2 separate regions of the Mus musculus genome follow, and region 1 is linked to region 2. A link is a contact called in public HiChIP or PLAC-seq data. All regions are on one chromosome and are shown on one strand. Each heading gives the region's core, a stretch centred on a gene start, on an enhancer-like site or on the middle of the called end of the contact. The rest is flanking DNA. Distances are from core to core; before and after follow the strand shown. Region 1 holds the start of Hykk (hydroxylysine kinase 1). Region 2 has its middle 26 kb from the start of Ireb2.

What was found. HiChIP or PLAC-seq counts read pairs in DNA pulled down with a chosen protein or histone mark.
Region 1: a contact with region 2 is called in an H3K27ac HiChIP or PLAC-seq map of embryonic stem cells, with 8 read pairs. The contact joins the promoter of Hykk here to the enhancer-like site in region 2. A contact is called at or near these places in 6 of 39 promoter capture datasets (embryonic stem cells, liver and stem cell-derived epiblast-like cells), 15 of 484 Hi-C or Micro-C datasets (B cells, CD4 T cells, the G1E-ER4 cell line and 8 more), 6 of 115 datasets of contacts at active chromatin or transcription factors (bone marrow-derived dendritic cells, embryonic stem cells and intestinal crypt epithelium) and 4 of 9 other capture datasets (adipose tissue, embryonic stem cells, liver and 1 more).

Annotation. Positions count from the first base shown.
Region 1 is chr9:54,915,883-54,918,582 of GRCm38.p6, forward strand. It overlaps Hykk (hydroxylysine kinase 1), which reads left to right and starts at 1,408. Exons shown (of 5, transcript NM_177351.4): 1 at 1,408-1,976.
Region 2 is chr9:54,836,687-54,839,386 of GRCm38.p6, forward strand. No RefSeq gene overlaps it. Among named protein-coding and RNA genes, the nearest start is that of Ireb2, 26 kb to the right of the region's middle. Within about 2 kb of position 1,290, at least 21 of the 459 cell types and tissues checked have an H3K27ac peak or open chromatin away from gene starts, as enhancers often do. A contact at or near this core is called in the G1E-ER4 cell line, embryonic stem cells and pancreatic islet, where this site is marked.

The sequences.
Region 1 (2,700 bases), core at 158-2,657, 79 kb after region 2:
AGAAGCAGGTGTTCAAGGCTGGCCTGGGCTTCAGATGGAGTTCCTGGACAGCCAGGGCTACACAGAGAAATTCTGTCTCGAACCTCCCCACCTTCCCCCATCCCACACAAAGAAAAAGAAAAACAGATAAACATATTTCTAAAGGGGGCAAAGGAAATTTCTCATTACGATAGGTGTTGACGGGGATTGGAGAGACTATCCGAGTTAATAATCCCAGCACTTGGGAGGCAGAGGCAGGCAGATTTCTGAGTTCGAGTCCAGCCTGGTCTACAAAGTGAGTTCCAGGACAGCCACGGCTATACAGAGAAACCCTGTCTCGGAAACAACAACAACAACAATCATTCATCATCATCATCAGAGTAACGATAGCACCCATGAGTATGCCAGAACAAGAAAAAACAAGTGAGATATGCATACAGCACCATAACATAAGGAGAGCAAATTGCAAACCTGAGTGACAGGTGTACAGGACTCTTCCAGCAGGGAGTGCTCTGGTCTATCAAAAAGGTCCTGCTTAGCTGGAGGAAGGCATCCAGCTATGTGGCTTAGTGTGGTGGTTTGAATATGCTTGACCCAGGGAGTGGCACTATTTGGAGGTGTGGCCTTTCTGGAGTGGGTGTGGCCTTGGAGGAAACGAGTCGCTGTTGGCATGGGCTTTGAGACCCTACAAGCTGCCTGAGGATGCTGCTTTCTTTCTCTCTCTCTCTCTATTGTACTTCGTTACCCCGCTTAAAAACTGGTGCTACCGCCTAGATCCTGAACTGGGAGTTGGTAAGCACGGTCTGGTTAAGTAAGGGTCTATGCCCTTTAGACTTCAGTTCCCGCCAGCACAGACAGTGTAGGTCTGTTTAATAAATGAAGCCTTTTCAGATTGGGACATGCTAGTACAAAGACAGCGAGCCCCATTTCCTCACAGAGAGGGACCGATCCTTGTAGTTTCAGAACCAGGATTCCTTTCTGGGGAGAATGAACCTCTAGTCAACCTCTATGAAGATGGCCTTCAGGATACTCTCTTCTAGAAAGAGCTGGATGGAGTGAGGAAAGAAAGGCAAGATGCTATCTCTCCTGGCAGCTTGCTGACAGACTTGTGCTCCAAGTCGCTGCCAGGACTAAGCCAACCTGGTGAGAATTGACAGATACCACTCAAACCCCAAGGCCTACTAATTGGCTACTTGAGAGCCAATCAGAAACGAGTTTTGACTAGAGAGCCGAGATTGACAAGGTTGTCGGATTCCAGACAGCCAATCAGAAGCCAGATCTCTGAACTCTATTGGTGGGATGGAGAGGGTTGGGCCAGAACTGTCAGTAGTGTGTACTGACTGGGCGGAGGGATGTGGGAGGAGCCAATAGGAAGGCGGGGCTCGCAGCGGCGGCGGGTCCGGCCCCACCTCCTGCACCGCAACCACTAGCTGACTGAGGGGAGAGAGCAATCGGCCTCAGGACGTCCGGTCGCTGTGCGTGAGAGGAGGTGGAAGAGACTGAAGCGAGTCAAGGGTCTCTCTGAGGGGACATCCCCGAGAAGCGGCGGCGGGCTCCTGCAACCCTTGCGCTCCTCAAACTCACTGCGTGCTGACGCGGCAGGTCACTGCCCAGCCCCAGCCCTGCTGAGATTTCAGTGCGCAGTTTTGAGGGTCCCACCCTCCGCGGGCCTGCATGGTTTGGGGGTGGAAGCCATCCTAAGGCTCCTCTGGACCTGAGACAGGCCGGGAACGGGTTGTGGGCCACCTCCCTCCCATCGGCGTCTTTCGCTCCTCAGCAAGACCCCCTGGAAGTGAGTCTTGCTTCCAATCGCCCTTGGAGTGTAGAGTTCCTGCAGCCCGTGAGCTGTGAGTGGAGGCAACTCACGAAATAAGTGCAGGGAACATCACTGCCTGCTTCCCAAGCCTGGAAGCTCACAGCAGAGGGGTCGTCGAAGACAGACGTGGAGAAAGTGCTAAGGCAGAAGTCACAAAGACTTTGTAACACTTTAGGAGAAGGTGAGAGGAAAGACTAGTTTATGTATTATTATTATTTTATTCTTGTGTACTTTTCACCAAGTGCAGAGTGTAAGATCCACTCCCTCTCCATTCCCCTCTCATGCAGCGAAAAATTATGGAGTCTGGTGCAAACCTCCTGCTTAGAAGTCCTTACTGTTTGAGGTTGTTTTTGTTTGTTTGTTTGTTTGTTTGTTTCCGGCTCTAAATATTGTTGACAAGAAGTATACTAACATCTATATAGATTTCGATTCGCTCTCCACTCTCTCCACACATGGGGCGCATTTGATGAAAATGGATGTCTCTGTTGTTCTATTTTTATTTTTTAAGTTTTTTCTTTATGTGTATTTGCTTTCAGTAGCATGTTTCAATGTGTGTCCTTTTTTTTCAGGTTGTGGAGTTCTTTCTATATTCAGCAAAAAGGCTCAAAATTCTTCGTTGAACTCTTTTAGAGGCAGTGTGGCTAAAGTTACGGAGGTTGGCTGCCCAGCTGGTGCTAGGACTTTTCACAGCTCAGTAACTGTTTGGTACCAGGTTGTCCTGTGACCAGACCTGCCAACAGTACTTTGTAAACAGGACTTTGCTTTAACAAATAGGACTCTTCAAAGAGATAATTAACAAGCCCCCTTTAAGGACATGGGGATGTTTTCTGGAGATTGGCCTTCACCAATTGCCTTCAACAGTCTTCAATTTTAATAGCTTTTTCTTTTTGAGACAAAGTCTCTCA
Region 2 (2,700 bases), core at 40-2,539:
TAAGGTTGGAGCAAAACTATGTGTTCAATTTATTCAATATCAAAGAAAGAGGTGCTGCTTGGCAAATTGCTGCCAACAAAACCGTTGTACTTTTATGAATTTTTATTATTCAGTAAACTCTGACATTATGGAAAAACACAAGCTGACATAGGATGCTTGTGACAGTTGTGGATAATAAGCGAAACAACCCAGAATGTAAAGATTACTGTTTCACAAGAGTCAAGCGTTCATCAGCTGAATTTTACTTTGTTTTCATTAGCCCCAATCAACCATCAGTGACTCAGCACAAAAGCTATGTCATCACTAGCTGCCAAATGAAGCATGTGTACCCTTTAAAATGTTCTTAGGATCATAGCTCACTCTCTTGCTCTTTCCCTCTCTGTCTGCCTCTCTCTGTCTCCTTCTCTGTCCTTGTCTCTCTCTCTCTCTTGTCCTATCTTGAGCTGGCCTTTTGAATCCCCCTCCCCACAAATCTCTTGCCTGGGATCTGCTGTGTCACGGTGTGACCTGCCAGGGTATTCAGCCTCATAAACACTAACATTGGTGCCTGTGAGGAGAATATCCCGTTGCATGTGTGCTTGGGGATTGGTCTAAGCCACCCTGAGCCGCTATCTCTTATCTCCAGCTCGCCTGCAACAGACTCCTCACCTTGGCCCTCCATCCATTACGTTGGTGATCCCTCTCAGTCAGCTTAGATGCTTCCTGAGTCTCTAGTACTGATCTTTTCCCTTGGGTGAGGCTTCATTTTTGAGCTTGGTTTTCACCTTTTGGACTCACTTAAAAGTCTTGGTACTAGGCACAGAGTCTGTCCTCAGGCTTGCCCAGGCTAAGCCTTGCCCCCATTAACTGCTTGTGCATTTAATAGTTTCTGCCTTCCCCCTTTGGCCCCCTGGGTGCTAGGGATGCCTTGGACCTCCCCTCTACCTGAACCATGGAAATTGCATCACCTGTACCTCTGGATTCTCCTTTAGGATACCTCTCTGAGAGCCTCGGATCCCTACACCTGCGCCCAATTCAAGGACCTTTAAACAATTTACAGTTGAATCTGGCCTCAATAGCCCTTAGATAATCAGTCCAAATGTGGCCAAGCAATGAGGGAAGGGAAAACTCCAACCCCTGTTTGGTTTTGCCTCATTGTTCTCCCCACCCTCACCCCGCACGTGTAAATGTCTTTAAGTTAAGGTTGATGGATCTGTAAGTTTGTTGCAAAGTGGGAGCAAGAGCAGGAGCTAGCAGGAGCAGAGAAAGCAAAGGAGGAGGCCAGCTGCAGCTGCACACCAGTACTCCCTGGTGCTTAGGTTCCGAACCCAGCCGCTCACCTAACTCCACCCCCATCCCACACCACACTTGCGCTAAGGTGTGTACAGATCTTTTGTGAATCTGATTCCAATTTCTGGAGCCCAATTCTTCCGCAGCAGCCTCCCTCTGGCCTGCTGTGCCCTCCACAGGGTCTCCCTCTGGCTCCTGCCGTCTGCTACACCAATGCTCTCTTGCTCTCTCCTGGCTATCTCTGACTCTAACTTGGCAGTCCCATCTCTTCAGCTCTCAGCCTCCTCCTGGAGCTTACAGGAACACCTATAGGGTGTCAATTGTGACCCTTTCTCTCTTCCTCTGTCAAGAATCAGATTTTATTACTACAGCTTGGCCTCATTACAGATCAGTGGCCAAAAATTGGCGCCCTTGATTTCCAAATTCTCAAAGATTGTAACAACTTCTGCCACAACAAAGGATCCTAGAGTCTCTTATCGCTAAGGTTCAACTTCCCACTCTTAAAAAAATCTTTTCTCTAAATGATTTCTCTGCAGTCTGCTCTTAAAAATATCTCTTAGGACTATACTGTAAACTCTATCTCGGGATTTGTAAATTCATTGAATATGGTTAAGAATCTATAAAATCTGTAACAAAATTTGGCTTTAGACTTATAACAAAAGGTTTATAATTAAAGTCTATGATATATAATTTTAATTTGCTGCAATAGATAATTGATCACATACTAGCTATGTGATTCAACTTTTGTCTAGAATATACTGTACATGTAACTTAGACTCTTGTTTAGAAAAAATAGATGTTTCTAAATAGCAACCATGTGGCTCTCCTCCATCTTGGCAGATAACCTTCATCAATATGTAAGCAACCACATGGCTGGCAGCCTTCTTTCCTTAGATGACAGGGCCATGTGACTTCACCATCTTAGGCTGACTAAATAGTATAAAGCAACAATGATAAACTTCTCAGTCCTAATGAGCCCTTAGTTTGCTATTGCTAAGGAAACAACACAACACATCACTAAAATATTTTATATGTCTAACTACTTATATCCTTGCTAGTTGTTTAACACTAGGCTTCTAGAAAATTTAAATAAGTAACTATATGCTTGGTAAATAAGGTATATTTGATAGTCAATGTTTGTAAATTCCTCAGGTTCAATCAAGTTCACAGTGATATCTGCCAATCAAGTTTACAGTGATATCTGTCAATCAAGTTCACAGTGATATCTGCCAATCAAGTTTACAGTGATATCTGTCAATCAAGTTCATAGTGATATCTGCCAATCAAGTTTACAGTGATATCTGTCAATCAAGTTCACAGTGATATCTGTCAATCAGGTTCACACTGATATCTGTGTAGCTCCTTTGTCTTTGCTCACTTTCTTAACCTTTAGCTGTTTGGAAAAGCTAATGCATACAAGAAACTATAATA